Regions from separate parts of the Mus musculus genome. Here all the other regions are linked to region 2. A link is a contact called in public Hi-C, HiCAR-type, HiChIP or PLAC-seq and promoter capture Hi-C data. All regions are on one chromosome and are shown on one strand. Each heading gives the region's core, a stretch centred on a gene start, on an enhancer-like site or on the middle of the called end of the contact. The rest is flanking DNA. Distances are from core to core; before and after follow the strand shown.

The links. Promoter capture Hi-C pulls out the DNA fragments that hold promoters and counts their contacts. Hi-C and Micro-C count contacts between places; a contact is called where the count stands out from the background. HiCAR-type assays count read pairs that join an accessible place to other places. HiChIP or PLAC-seq counts read pairs in DNA pulled down with a chosen protein or histone mark.
Region 1: a contact with region 2 is called in a Hi-C map of tail fibroblasts, with 5 times the contacts expected there. The contact joins the enhancer-like site here to the promoter of Npr3 in region 2. A contact is called at or near these places in 14 of 39 promoter capture datasets (the 3T3-L1 cell line, 3T3-L1-derived adipocytes, the C10 cell line and 8 more), 1 of 15 datasets of contacts at CTCF or cohesin (pro-B cells), 6 of 484 Hi-C or Micro-C datasets (reprogramming fibroblasts, tail fibroblasts and uterus), 14 of 115 datasets of contacts at active chromatin or transcription factors (the 230-238 cell line, bone marrow-derived macrophages, cardiomyocytes and 8 more) and 5 of 9 other capture datasets (adipose tissue, embryonic stem cells, liver and 2 more).
Region 3: an H3K27ac HiChIP or PLAC-seq map of the NIH/3T3 cell line shows a contact between it and region 2, with 6 times the contacts expected there. The contact joins the enhancer-like site here to the promoter of Npr3 in region 2. A contact is called at or near these places in 6 of 39 promoter capture datasets (the 3T3-L1 cell line, the C10 cell line, frontonasal cranial neural crest and 3 more), 1 of 15 datasets of contacts at CTCF or cohesin (the NIH/3T3 cell line), 2 of 484 Hi-C or Micro-C datasets (liver and reprogramming fibroblasts), 9 of 115 datasets of contacts at active chromatin or transcription factors (the NIH/3T3 cell line, craniofacial prominence, embryonic forebrain and 5 more) and 4 of 9 other capture datasets (embryonic stem cells, liver, macrophages and 1 more).
Region 4: a contact with region 2 is called in a HiCAR-type map of fibro-adipogenic progenitors, with 6 times the contacts expected there. The contact joins the enhancer-like site here to the promoter of Npr3 in region 2. A contact is called at or near these places in 18 of 39 promoter capture datasets (the 3T3-L1 cell line, 3T3-L1-derived adipocytes, the C10 cell line and 11 more), 2 of 15 datasets of contacts at CTCF or cohesin (the NIH/3T3 cell line and stem cell-derived epiblast-like cells), 42 of 484 Hi-C or Micro-C datasets (the AML12 cell line, B cells, the C2C12 cell line and 21 more), 21 of 115 datasets of contacts at active chromatin or transcription factors (the NIH/3T3 cell line, craniofacial prominence, embryonic basal ganglia and 11 more) and 5 of 9 other capture datasets (adipose tissue, embryonic stem cells, liver and 2 more).
Region 5: a contact with region 2 is called in a promoter capture Hi-C map of trophoblast stem cells, with 9 times the contacts expected there. The contact joins the enhancer-like site here to the promoter of Npr3 in region 2. A contact is called at or near these places in 15 of 39 promoter capture datasets (the 3T3-L1 cell line, 3T3-L1-derived adipocytes, the C10 cell line and 10 more), 2 of 484 Hi-C or Micro-C datasets (both in embryonic stem cells), 15 of 115 datasets of contacts at active chromatin or transcription factors (cardiomyocytes, craniofacial prominence, embryonic forebrain and 5 more) and 4 of 9 other capture datasets (adipose tissue, embryonic stem cells, liver and 1 more).

The regions. Positions count from the first base shown.
Region 1 is chr15:11,534,894-11,537,593 of GRCm38.p6, forward strand. No RefSeq gene overlaps it. Among named protein-coding and RNA genes, the nearest start is that of Tars, 140 kb to the left of the region's middle. Within about 2 kb of position 1,373, at least 12 of the 459 cell types and tissues checked have an H3K27ac peak or open chromatin away from gene starts, as enhancers often do. A contact at or near this core is called in tail fibroblasts, where this site is marked.
Region 2 is chr15:11,904,419-11,907,118 of GRCm38.p6, forward strand. It overlaps Npr3 (natriuretic peptide receptor 3), which reads right to left and starts at 1,256. Exons shown (of 8, transcript NM_008728.2): 1 at 468-1,256. The coding sequence starts at 1,221. Gm5144 (predicted gene 5144) reads left to right here and starts at 2,107. Exons shown (of 2, transcript NR_131059.1): 1 at 2,107-2,570; 2 at 2,692-2,700.
Region 3 is chr15:11,517,872-11,520,687 of GRCm38.p6, forward strand. No RefSeq gene overlaps it. Among named protein-coding and RNA genes, the nearest start is that of Tars, 120 kb to the left of the region's middle. Within about 2 kb of position 1,325, at least 19 of the 459 cell types and tissues checked have an H3K27ac peak or open chromatin away from gene starts, as enhancers often do. A contact at or near this core is called in the NIH/3T3 cell line, where this site is marked.
Region 4 is chr15:11,573,241-11,575,940 of GRCm38.p6, forward strand. No RefSeq gene overlaps it. Among named protein-coding and RNA genes, the nearest start is that of Gm41271, 130 kb to the right of the region's middle. Within about 2 kb of position 1,346, at least 22 of the 459 cell types and tissues checked have an H3K27ac peak or open chromatin away from gene starts, as enhancers often do. A contact at or near this core is called in the C2C12 cell line, adipose-derived mesenchymal stem cells, cancer-associated fibroblasts and 3 more, where this site is marked.
Region 5 is chr15:11,456,112-11,458,814 of GRCm38.p6, forward strand. No RefSeq gene overlaps it. Among named protein-coding and RNA genes, the nearest start is that of Tars, 58 kb to the left of the region's middle. Within about 2 kb of position 1,315, at least 32 of the 459 cell types and tissues checked have an H3K27ac peak or open chromatin away from gene starts, as enhancers often do. A contact at or near this core is called in trophoblast stem cells, where this site is marked.

The DNA of each region.
Region 1 (2,700 bases), core at 123-2,622, 370 kb before region 2:
CTGTTCTTTCACCTCCATCTTGCCTTCTCCTCTGTCTCTGTAGCTCTTAGCTCCACCTCCCTTCCCTGTCCAATCACAGGCCTCCTGCTGCACAAATATTTTAACATAATTGGACAGGGAAAATCCCGTCACACTCCCTTGATAAAGCAGTTGAGGCACACCTGGTTACACAAACAAATTGGGAGTCGGAACAGTCATACAAGAGCAGTGTGGTCACATTTGGTGAGATCTATTTATAAAGTTAATTATGTTCAGCTAAATGAGGCTACAAATCTAAGTTCCCACCATCACTGCTGTATTATCTTAAATCCTCACTGTTCATAATGAAGTGGAACACAGTAGTTTTTCTGAAGACTTTTTAATGTGGCTGTCTTCTGTTAATAAAGTTAAGTAGCTTTCATTAAATGCTTGTTGGAATAATTAGTCATTTTGATGTCATCACTTGACAAAAGCAGAGAAAAAATATGGAATTTTGGTGTTGGTACCCACTATTGCTTCAGTGCTGGAGTAGTTTTCCTTCATTAGGAAACCAACAGAGCTGGATAAGGCCAGTGTTTCTGCTTAGGGTCTCCATGCCATCTACATCAAACTCACAGATGAATACGTAGTGTTAACGTGCAGATCCTAAATGGATCTCCTTTGAATCATAATTTTAAGGAAAGGCTTAGAATGGGTATTTGTAACCCTGTAAGTGAGTCCTACACAAGTGAGGACCATCCCTCAGACCCTGTTCTAGATGTCCTTCAGTCTCTGATCTCATTGATGGTGTTTCGTGTAACATACAAGGTCTCTCTGCTTCTTGTGGAAAAAAAGACAATTCAAGAGCATTTTTGCCAATTTTGTTTCTCTTCTTCTTCTTCTTCTTCTTCTTCTTCTTCTTCTTCTTCTTCTTCTTCTTCTTCTTCTTCTTCTTCTTCTTCTTCTTCTTCCTCTTCTTCTTCTTCCTCTTCTTCCTCTTCTTCCTCTTCTTCCTTTTCTTCTTCTTCTTCTTCTTCTTCTTCTTCTTCTTCTTCTTCTTCTTCTTCTTCTTCTTCTTCTTCTTCTTCTTCTCCTCCTCCTCCTCCTCTCCTCCTCCTCCTCCTCCTCCTCTTCTTCTTCTTCTTCTTCTTCTTCTTCTTCTTCTTCTTCTTCTTCTTCTTCTTCTTCTTCTTCTTCTTCTTCTTCCTCTTCTTCTCTTTTAAAGATAAAACACGTTGGAACCCCAGCTCTTTTCAGTTGGCATCATTGCCTATACCAAGCAGATAAATTAAAGCCTGGGAGAACTTCACAAGGTTTGACAGCACAATTGTCTTTGCACTGCGTCCCTCACTGGTCACTCTCAGACCCACTGTCCTTCCCTCCTCTTTGTGGGCGAAGGTCCAGCCTGTGCCGAGCCCCATGAAGCCAAGTGACTCAGCTCTTTGCAAGGCTTCCGTTCAGGGAGAATTCCCTTCTTCCTTGACTCCCGCAGACTAAACATTTGAATTACAAGCCACATAAAACCATTTGGTAGGGATCTCAGCTAGGGAAAGTCAGTTCACAATCTGACACCTCATAAAGCCTTATTTTAGAATGTGTGGGACTTGGTGTGTATAATTTATTTCTTTGGTCTTAGGCAAGCACCTGGACGTGGATTTTTCTCTTTCTGGCTGACAAAACAAAATAGGGTCCAATTAATTTCTCCCCTTTAAAAACCTTATGATCTTTGCCTTTCTTTTCTTTCTAACTGGATGGGCTAGGATCATTGCAAGCATAAGTCCTCAGGAGGAGCCTGGGTAGAACCAGATGCTTGTGAACTAGAGTTTCCACTCTCTGTCATTCAAAGGGATTGTTCTGAAGCAAGGGGAGTTTGCTACTGTACGGGTCACCTGACAAACAGCAGAGTCAATGTCACTTGTTAGGACAGCGGCAGTGCTATTGACACTGCTGTGGATGCCTTCTGTGTATGCTCCATCCCTTTTACAGTATTTGGTGTTGCAGTATGCAACAATTTTTGGTTTCAAGTAAAATATTCCATTAATAAGCACCTGGAGGTTGGGAGACCTGGATTTTTCTTCTGTTTTGTCTATTAAATAATTCTGATTCCTTATAAAAACCCTTTACATCTTAGTCCCTTATCTACTAAATAAGGATAAGAAATGTATCCGGGGCCAGCAACTTGTCTCAGTGACTGAGGGCTGCTAAGCCTGGCTTCTTGAGTTTGATCTCCTGACTCTATATAGTAGGAGGAGACAACCAATTTCCACAAGTTTTATTCTCTGGCCTCCATACATATTCCATGTCATGTACACACCTTCACACATGCACATGAACAATAAATACATAAATAAATGTAAAGAAAAGCATATGCCTGCCCTGCCTACCTTGCATAGAATCTGTGAAAAGTAGCATTAATGTATAGTTCAAATAGCGCTAGGAATTGGGAGCCACTTTGTATGAAAGAAATGAACTGGAAATATTTATTTCAATTCTAATTATGTAGCACTTTCATTTTGTATGTACTTCTGCATTCTGTCAGATTCTTTGGGGGGGGGGGTTGAGACAGGGTTTCTCTCTGTATCCATGGCTGTCCTGGAACTCACTTTGTAGACCAGGCTGGCCTCCAACTCAGAAATCCGCCTGCCTCTGCCTCCCAAGTGAGCCACCACACCTGGCTGTCCAATTCTTTATACCTCCTGTGCTGATTAGCATGGGGGATCTTTGCTCTTCATAGCTTCAAAA
Region 2 (2,700 bases), core at 6-2,505:
AGGAGATGCGTCCCAACCCCCAGCTAGTCAAGAAGCTGCGAGACTGCTGGGGCGTCCCCAGACGCTGTGGCCCTGCCAGGGGGCGCGCGACTGCAATGGACAGAGTAGGGAATTCCTGGAACTCACGGGACTCCGGAGCTGTCGAAGAGGGGGAAAACCCTTGGTGTTTAGCCACACCTGTCATACCTGGGATGGCGCTAGCAAGCGGCTCAGACGTTCCCTCGACTGGCCAGATCCACCTCCCCGAGACTGTGTAGGCACACCCCTTCCACCGCGATGGGCTATCCTCCACCCGTCCCTGGATCAGGCAGCTCACACTTGGACAAGCCCCCGCGCGACCTCCACGGGTCCTTGGGTTACGGGGAAGGGTGGGGTCTGCAGAAGATTGACTTGGTGGGGTTTGGGGGAGAGCCACTGAGAACCGCTGAGTCAGAGCCAAGGACCCCCCTGGTCCCGCTCCCGCTCACCTCGCTCGCTGCCTTGGATGTAGCGCACTATGTCGTCCAGGTCCAAGTCTTTGGTCTCGTCGAAATTGTAGGCAGACGTGTGCAACCCCTCCTCCTGAAAAACCTCGTGGACCCCCTCGAGGGTGAAATAACAGTTCCTCTCGAGTTTGTCGTCGCTGTAGACCAGGGCTGCACGGCTCCAGTGGTGGTGGCGAAACAGAGCGAGCATCATCTCTCCCATCTTGGCGTAGGCAGGCGCCACGCGCGTGAGGTGCGAGTATTCCGTGTCCTTGTGCTGGAAACCGGCGGCCAGCGCTCCTGCGGACAGCATCGGCAGGTCCCAGTGAGACGCCAGCCGAGCCACCGGCGCCGCCGCGTACTCGCACACGGGCCCCAGGATGAGATCCGGCTTGGCGCCGCGCGCCGCCGCCACGCGGTCCACAAGACTGAAGAGCGCGCGGTTGCCGCAGTCCGAGTCTTCGTAGGCCACCTGGAAGCGAGTGCCTGGCGGCAGCAGCTTCCTCCCGGTGCCATTGCCCTCCACGCTACGCAGCGCGTACTCGATGGCCGGCCTCACCCGGGCCAGCGAGAACAAGTACGAATCGTCCCGGGGCAATAGAACAAGCACCTCGATCTTTTGAGCCGCCAGCGCCTCTCTCGCCCGGCGCCTGCTGCCTGGCCGGGTGTCCCCGGCGCCGCTGCTCGCGCCGCCAGCCAGCAGCACCCGGGCCAGCAGCACGCACGCCGAGAAAGTGAACAGCAGCAAGGACCGCATCGTGTTGCCAGCAAGCGCTCGCCCTGGCCGCCGGCTCGCCCTCTGCCCCCCACCCACCCTGCCCTTTTCCTCCCAGCTCTTTTCTTTCCTCTGTCCCTGCGCCCCCTTGGGCGCTCCAAGAAAACAGAATACCCCCTTCAGTAACTCGCCAAAAGATAGGAAGATTCCTCTACAATGTCCCTAGGTTTAAAAAATAAAAAAAAAAATTTTAAAGCAAAGAAAGAAAGAAAAAAGTTCACAGAATGTAAACCTGTGCGTCTGTAATATACATATAGACTTATTATCAATATATATATTCTCCCTCCCTTTGCACATAGGCTATTTGGCTTAGAGGTGGCTTCTTATTTGGGCGTTGCTAAGGTTGCGTTTGAAGGCCTTATTTGTAAAAGAAAAAAAAAAGTTAAACTTGTCCAAGTGCTTGTAATTGACGGTGCACCTCCTTCGCGTTTGATCCCATTGATTCGCGCGGCTTTCTGGATCCATAGCCGGGGTTTAAATAGCGTGGCAGCGGCGCAGCGCGTTACCACACATGGCGCGCCGAGGCCGGGCTTGTCTCTGCAACGGGTGGGGTGGGTGGGGGTGGGGCGGGGTGGGGGCTGGGCTGGGGGAGCCTCTCATTAACATTCTTACATCAGGGCTCCTCCCCGCACCCCTGGCCTACTCGCGGTTGCCGGGTCCCTAAGCCCCACTAGTTGCCGGTGCTCAGATTTGGCCCAAAGCCGCAACCGCCCACGTCTACACCCGCGGGAGACCTCGCGGCACAGCGTTACTCTAAGGTCCCCGCCTCTCCCTGGCTCCGCTTTCTCCAACCCCAGGATTAAAAAAAAAAAAAAAAAAAAAAGTGTATATATGTTTGAAAGAAATGAGTGCGCGCACATACACAAAGCACACACTCATACACACACACTGCAAAAACGAAGGGGAAATGTTTCTCCAAATTGGTGGCTTCCTTGCAAAACTCCATAGACTCTCACCTCTTTTCTTGATCTGGCCACGTTCTGTCTGGGTGCGCCCAGTCCTGTCCCGCACCTGACCTTTCTGGTCCCTGGAGCAAGGTCGGGGAACAAGGAACAAGGTCCTGGTGCAGGAAAATTCATTTGCAGAGCTGGTAAGCCCATCTGGCCTGCACGGTGTCGCACCGCTCCTTCCCCCACCCGGCGTGGGTGCCCTCCTCCCTCTGGGCTGCTGGGACACGCTAGAATCACAGTGGGCGCAGCGTCACCGTGTCCCAGTGCGCAGCCCCTCCGCGGGGTCACTGAGACCAGAAAAGCGAAACTTGTTGCTTCCGATGTTGGATAAATGATTCCGCTCCAGGAAGTGTCGCGGAGCTTGAAAAGCATCACCCTAAGGTACTATTTGCTAAACCAGGCAACTAAAAGGGACTCCCGCTTCCCGGCCCCCCAGATCTTCCCCCAGAGAATCTTTAAGTACCTAAAAAGCAGTCTGCCAACCCCAGCGCTTCTGTTCCAGGATGCCCGA
Region 3 (2,816 bases), core at 75-2,574, 390 kb before region 2:
AAGTTTGAGATATCTGGGAAGGATTACAGGTGAGAGTTCAAGAAAGCTTTGTTTACTTAGAACTTTGGGTATAGAGATCCTGAGTAAGGGACATGCTGAGGAGAGAAAGGAAGAGGGACCCCACACACCTAAACCTTAGCATCTGCCTGCCCCTAAATATGGCCTATCCCACTTTTAAAACTGTTGTGAATCCTTTTACTTGTTGAGTTTCTAACCCACTGCTGACCTGCTGACTAAGCTAATTTCTCCTTCTCCTACTTCAAAGCTTTGACTCCTCACTCTTCTGCTGTTTCTTCTGTTGTGTCTCTACTCTGAATTAAAGGCATCTTTTAAGAATCTGGTCGTTCTGACCTCTTGGACTGATGATCATTGTATTTTGTTTTCTCAGTGTATCCTGTCACGATACAGCATTGCCCGTGTCTCTTGCTTCTCAACCCTTTCTCTTTTCTTTGTATTTTTGACTTTGTCTTTGCTAGTTCCCTCCAGACCAATATGCTTCACTAATTTGGCATTATTATTATTTGCTCAGTCTTTCCTTACTGTTATTGATAGCCCCATTTATAAATTATTTTGCACATAGTACTCCCTCATAAGCCAATCTAAACTAGACATCTTTGGCAATCTTCTTAATTATCATTCCTTTTCTTTATGCTACTAAATAAAGTTTGTAAATTTTCTTCTCTGCTACACTTTCAGTGCCAAGAGCTAGGACTTTATTTGTTGTATTTCCCAAACCCACAAAACCAGAGCCTGGCTTGGTATATAGTACACAGTAGGTGTTTACCAGTTTTTGAATGAATGAGGGATCTCCAAATCTCAATCTCCTCTCTTGCAAAAATTAAGCCTTCATTCTCTGCTCCCTGCTCTTCATGTTCTTGTAATACTATACCCCTTTCTCAGCTGTGATTGCACAATTATAATGTATAATGGTCTGTTCATTAGCCTTCTTATCAGGTCACAGTGTTGAATAGATTGAATTACTTCTTGTTTCTCCATTACAAATGACTGCTAAGATATTATCATTCTACATAATGCTACCTCAGAAACAGCAACACTTGCTTTAATATATGAAACATGTTGTATACTGAATCCACCTGGAAAATGTAATCATGAATTCTATTACTACAAAGTCAACTAAGATGAACGAGATTTTCAGACCAGGGGCCTTAAATGACTCCATATATTCATTGCTCAACATTTTACAGTTGATTTTTCTACTTCACTTTTCTCTTTCTTTGTCAAAACAAGGTTTTCCCTCCTCACCTCCCTCTTACAAGATGCCAAAGAGAAAGAACTGTGAGTCACAGGAAATGAAAAGGCAGTGCCTCCAATACTGGGATGAGATGACTGCTCTTCTCATCTAACAGAATTCTCATTTCCTGTCCTGAATCATGTCTTACCATTGAAATAAAAACAACTGTACTACTAGCCAAGGGTGTGTTGAGTATGTGTGTGCATGTGGGAGAGTGGATGATGGGAAGGACTAGAAAAGTAGACAGGATGGACCTCTTGATTATTCCCTTCATGAATATATATTTCAGTTGAGGTTGTAGGAGGATGAGGATTCTGGATTCCCATGGCACTTGTGGTATTTAGAGGGAGAATTAGGATCCTGAGCCAGTGAGACCTTCTGCGGTGGGAATCATACTCATACGTAATGGAGGCAACTGGATATTGGAAAACCAGAAGATGAACCTTGGGCATCAACTTCTCATCTTAGATGATTCTTTCTTATAGATTCAGCCCTGTTTGATTTTTGAGTTTTGAAGATGCTAGCAAATTTTTGAGTTTCTTCTTCTTCTTCTTCTTCTTCTTCTTCTTCTTCTTCTTCTTCTTCTTCTTCTTCTTCTTCTTCTTCTTCTTCTTCTTCTTCATCTGTTTGAACAGAAAGGTAGCGAAGAGAGATGAGAAGAAAAAGTGATAGCCAATGAAAGATATTACCAAACATACTACAGAAACATTTTAGAAATACCAGATTTCATTCAAAACTATTCATTTATTATTACCCATTAATTATTATCATTGTTTGGAAGATAAATCTCTCAAGATGATTTAAGAAAATGCCTGAGAGACATTGGGGCTTAGGGAGAAAGATCTATTAGTAAAGTGCTTGCCATGTAAACCTGAGGACCCAAGTTCACCCTCACATAAAAGAGCAAATGTGACAGTGTGTGCCTGTCACTTCCAGATTGTGAAAGCAGAAACAAGAGTGCCCCTGTGGACCACTGACCAGCCTGCCTAGCCTCAGTGATGAGCCCAATGCCCCAGTAAGAGACCCAGCCTGAAGTAAAAGCAAGTTAAATCCCTCCTGAGGAGTGACATCAGAGGCTGAATTTTGGCTTATATGTACACACACTCACACAAACAACTGGCCCACTGGAATTAATCATCTCTTTGTAATGTAACCAGACTTCATCTATTTGTGGTAGCAATGAAAAATTGAGAATTTTGTTTTTCACCTTTCATATTTTATGGAAGAGATTTTCTAGAACCTTAGTTCCTAAGGTGTCAATAAAGTTCAGGTCTGAATGATCAACCCACCTTCTCAGAAACCATGCTTTTCAGCTGACTCCTCATATCCTTTTACTTATAGATGACCCTAATTATAATCCTTCAAGTTGACAGATCATGTTAGAGTATTTTCCCATTAAATATTAAAATATAATATAATTAATTCTCCATTGTCCATATAAGGGAGACTTTTATTCTTGTCAAAACTGTGAAAAGAAGGTGAGTTGAGAATCAATGTCTCACCCATCAAAGTGGAGAGGTTATTATACATCTGTGGAAAAGAAATGAAGGGCTATGCGTCAATA
Region 4 (2,700 bases), core at 96-2,595, 330 kb before region 2:
AAAATATATTTAGCTTATTGTTTTAGAGATTTGGTTTGGAATTACATTCTCCCACCCCTAGCTGGTACCCTATTGGCAAGTGATGGCTGCTAGGGCCAGAGGAGTCAGTTGTCTTCGGGGATGCCGCTCCTGAGAGACTACCATACTCCAATAGTCGGTTCTACATCTGTGTAGGCAACCCTAAATGGACTCAGTATGTTTAAAAAACAGAGCTCATGAAAGGAGGAGGGGAAAGGATGGTTGGAATAGAAGAGGAATTGGATGAGAAAGGTAGGGTGAGAATCTGACCAAAATACACTAATGTAGGAGCATGACATTCTCAGAAAAAAAACAAGGAGGGATAAAAGAGAAAGAAGTATAAAGTCAGGCAGCCCCAGCTATCTGGCCTCTAGTGAGGGCCTTCTGGCTGCACTCCAACATGGCGGAGAGGTGTAATCAGTCACGTGCAAAATTGACTTCTGTGTGAGTAAGGGTTGAGACAGAGAGGAGCCAGACTCACTATTTTTATTTTTATTTTGGTTTGGATTTGGGTTTTTACTGTTATTGTTTGTTTTGAGACAGATTTACTCTCTGTCACCCAGGTGAGCCTTGGATTTGTGACAAACTTCCTGCCTTGGCCTCCCAGAGCCCTGTGAGTAGGGGCATGCATCACTATGTCTGTCTGATTCTATTTATAATAACCTGATTCTCATGGAACAAATCTACCACCCCCACCTCCACTAGACCTGACCCACTGTGGAGAAATAAAGTTTATCTGTTCATGAAAGCAGAGTCCATGCTACCTACTTAGCCTTCGCAAAGGCCCACCTCTTAAATGTTATAAGACCTAAGTTGGATCTTTGGAGGTGACTAAGTCTTTTTCACGACCTTCTATAGAAAACCACAGCTACTAGACGGTAATAAATGACTTCCTTTGTCTTCTCCTACAGAACAATAAAGGATTTCTGTTTTTGTTAACCTGTGGATTTCCTCATGGCTCTCTGCTCAAACCTTCCAATACTTACACTGTATCTAAAAATGGTTCCCCTATGTTTTTGCACCTTTGCCTCCATCCTGACTCTTCTAAGCACTTGACATATATAACTCTAATCCATATAACAATTCTGTGAGGAAGACACTATTGTTCCCTCTTGTTTTAGAAATGAGGAAACCAACATAGATAGAGATTAACTAGCTTGTCGCAGATGTGGTCGGTGAACAAGGCAGCCAAATTCCAGAGTCTAAACTCTTAGCCACTAAATCATATAATCTCTCATCAGAATCAAGTCATTCACCCTTGAGTCTAAACATGACTAACTAGAGAATTCTTCCCTCAACTCTGAGCTCAGGGTCATTGGTATCCTGCCAAATGTCCCTGATGATACTTCTATTTTTAGTAGGGTGAGTAGCCAAGAGAATGCTTGTATTACCTTCCATGAACTCCAAGGTCCATTTTTCTGTCTCTTGTTCATGTTTTGTCCTCTCTATGGCCTCTTCAGGACCTCTATCATGTTTTTCTCTACCAAGTTGTCTTGATTCTGTTTGATGTGCTCGGTGCAGCTGGAGGTACCATCCATTCTAGTTTAGTTTTGGCTCATTTCTCATTTTCTAGCTGGTGCAGGGCAGATCATTTGTGAATTGAATATTCCCAGGAGAGATCTGCTATCTTTTCTAATACAACATTGCCATAAATGCACCCTGGATTTCACTTGACTTTCTCGGGATATAATTATATATTTAGATCTATATTTTTATTCTACTCTCTTCAATTTTACTTGACATATATTTCCTTCTCTCTCATTTTAAATACCTTGAAAGGCAAGATAGAACTTAAGTGGTATCTACTTGGCACATTTTTCTTGACTCTTCTTTCCATATCTATATCCCAAATTGAATAAATCTCTCCCTACCTTTTGCTATTATATAAACTTATTCATACCTCTGGTTTGTATCTCAGTGTGCACCCATCTGTCTCTTCTGGAAATTACCATATATGAAAGTTTACTTTCATATGGGGCAAATTGAGCACAAATTGACATTTGCCGCTACATGTTATTCACACACACACAAAAAATCACTTGTAGAATAATAGAAGAAAAAACAGATGCTATTCAATAAGCTTTCTTTATACAAATATTGAGAGAGAGAGAGGTAAAAGTTTTCCTAAGCATAACTTAATTTCTTTTTTTTCCTAACTGAGACTACCAATTTCTCTCCCTCAGTTATAAGCATAATTCCCACTTCTTTATGGTTAATTTTATGAAATTGCCAATTGAGTTTTAATTACTGCACTAGTTCTTGAACATACACCCTATTCATTGGGTCATTTTGAGTTTTCTAAACATATTAAAATGTTCATGTATGAACTTATTTATCCCATGTGAAAAGTCTCAGATTCTTGTCACTAAATTCGAATTTTTATTTCACATTATTTGTTTAAGTGCTTTCTTGACTATTGGGTGTGTTAATATAAATCATTAAACATGCATTAAATTCACGCAAAAGATATTTTGACTTATATTTGATTTTCAACACCAAACTTTTTTTTACTTACTCTCATGAAAATGACTTTTTAAGTTTGGTAACGCTAACATTTCAATGCTCACCATACAAGCAGCAGACAACTATTAACTATTTTATTATCTACAACACACACACACATAATATAAACACAAGTATAAAATTTAGGACATTAATGTAATTGTATTGAATAAAGGTAGA
Region 5 (2,703 bases), core at 65-2,564, 450 kb before region 2:
ATTTCCGCCCAATCTCTCTGGCATGGCATGCTAAGTGGTGGTTTAACGCATATAAAAGTGTGAGTGAGGAGGTGTATTGTTCTGTGAACTTTACAAGTAAGGAAACAAAACCTCCCATAGGATCCACAGGAACTTGCTCACGTCATATGGAGAACATGTGGTCAAAGACTGGCTTCACCCTCAAATGCTTAATGTGGACCTCAGTGCTCTTTCACAAACAGCAAAGACTAGGCAGACTTATATCCATGGATTGCCTTACACGCTCTTAAGTGACTTTTTAAAATCTTTTTTTTTCCTTTTTTTTTTTTTGTTTGTTTTTGAAACAGGGTCTTCATATGTAGCATAGGCAAGGCTTAAACTTGTAAGAGTCCTGTCTCAGCTTCCCAAGTTCTGGGTTTACAGGCATACATACCATAGTGCCAACCCTGTGGTGAGGTATTATAATTAGTCGTACAACTTTAGGAACATAGACACTTTGATATCAACAGTACAGACTCTGAGTCAGTGGGTCTGCCCTGGAGCCTTAAGGCATTGATGGTGTTCTTAAATCACCATCCTTTTACTCTCTCTCTCTCTCTCTCTCTCTCTCTCTCTCTCTCTCTGTGTGTGTGTGTGTGTGTGTGTGTGTGTGTGTGTGTGTATGTGTGTGTGCACCCACATGTATGTGTATATGTGTGTACTGGTCACTCTTCAAGATGACCCAGAATCAACTTCCAGCCCCTATATGGTGACTTATAACTGGCTGTAACTTCAGTTCCAGGGGCTTTAAGCCCCCGTGCTGGCCTCCATGGGCCCCAGGCACATAGTTGCTGCACACACATAATACACGCAGAACATCTGTACATATAAAAACAATTATTCATGCCCATGCAGCACTGCAAGAAATTTGTTTTCTTCTTTTCAACTGCGCTCTGCCTGCTAATTAGCCCTCAGAGCAATTGCTTTCTAATACAATAATCATGCCCTTCCTAGCTCATTTGCGTAATTCTCTGTCTCATTTCATGGTGGCTAAGTTTTCAATTTATGTTCATAAACTGTGTTTTATTAAAAGCATTGAGAAATATAGACTTGAAGAAGCATGTTCAAGATGAAATATGTGAGCTTTACAATGAAAGCAATGGCCTTCATGTGGAATTTCTTCTCCACCCTTGAGTCCCACCTCTCGGTGGTGATTTTTTTTTTCGGTATTCTAGAAGTTTCTGTCATTTCCATATTTTTAAATGGAAATTTTCCACTGGTATCATTCTGTACAGCACATGTACTACAGAGTATAACAAACTGGGGATTTTTCTTCCGTAGGCTTTCCATACTGCCAGTAACATGACCTTTAGTGTCTCTGTAGTGATGGAGCGATGACTCACCCACAAGTTCTGCGATCTACACGTCTCAGTCGTTCACGTTACAGCCTTTGTTTCTCAGTGTTCATTGCTCTTTGGGGAAGGGTTTGCTCATCTCCTCGCCCTTTCCTCCAACTTATACTGGATTCATACCTGACACAATCAGCCCCAGAGCAAATATACTGTAAGCAAATGTGAGAATCTATTGTTCTCCACACCCCTGTCACCTCCTGGAACACTGAAAAGAACAGGAAGAGAGTTTACGATGTTACTCACTCAAGAGTGAGTAAAAATTCCCCATTTATATTATTCTTCTGGGTCTGTTTAGTTTATGTAGATTATGTGACAACCTCAAACTACAGTTTTTCCCTTTAAAAAAACAACCCATCTCCTATTTCCACATGACTTCCTGGTATCTCCAGCACATTCACCTCCTTTCAGGGTCCTTTGGCTTCCCCAAGAAAGCAACTCTTGTCAGCCACCTGGAAGGTGGTCTATCTGCTTCTGCAGCTTCTTCCTGTGTTAAACTAGCCTCCAGGTGTTTTCTGTCCTTGGAGGTGCCCAAAGCTGCTATGCTGGCATGCTCGTTTGTGAGTGCAATAATTCTCAGGAGGCATAAATTCATATCCTGTTCTCACTATGTATTTTATTAACTGTGAGAATTACTTCATTGCCAGGACCTGGCTAGAAACTGACTTGGTACCCAGTGCTAACAACGTCTTTAAAAGCTTATAAATAGGGTCATAAACACTATTTGCATTACTAGAAATATGTATTTTTAGTCTTTCCAACACTTTTTCTCCCTTGATTACATTAATGTGCACGAGCTATTCAAAAGTAAGCACACAGTTCTCTCTGTATTTTCAAGTTGTGGTTATACATGGGCACTTTTTTGTTGTTGTTTTAACTACTTTTATAATCAAGTTAGACTTGTATATAGGCCTCATCTTTAAATGACACAAACCTTCCCAAGTTATATAACCTAAGGTGATTGCCTTGTTTTTAACTACAGTCAAAAATAATAAACCTGATTAATTTTTACTTATTTTGTGGGATAGGTATCTCTGTGCATGTAGTGCCTGAAGAAGTCAGAAGAGGGGGTCAGATTCCTTAGAACTGAAGTTACAGGACACACAGCTACAGGGACTATAACCGGGGTCCTCTGGGAGAACTGTCAGTGCTCTTTAACACTGAGCCATTCCTTCCATATATATACCTGTGATTTGATGGAAGTAATAACAAAGTTAAACTCTTGCTTAGAGTACATTACAGAATGTGAACTTCGGCAGAGTACCTTAATTACCAAGGTAGTGATAAAGTTACAAGCTTTTTCTGTAGAGGACATACTTGATGTCTACTGCCCAGG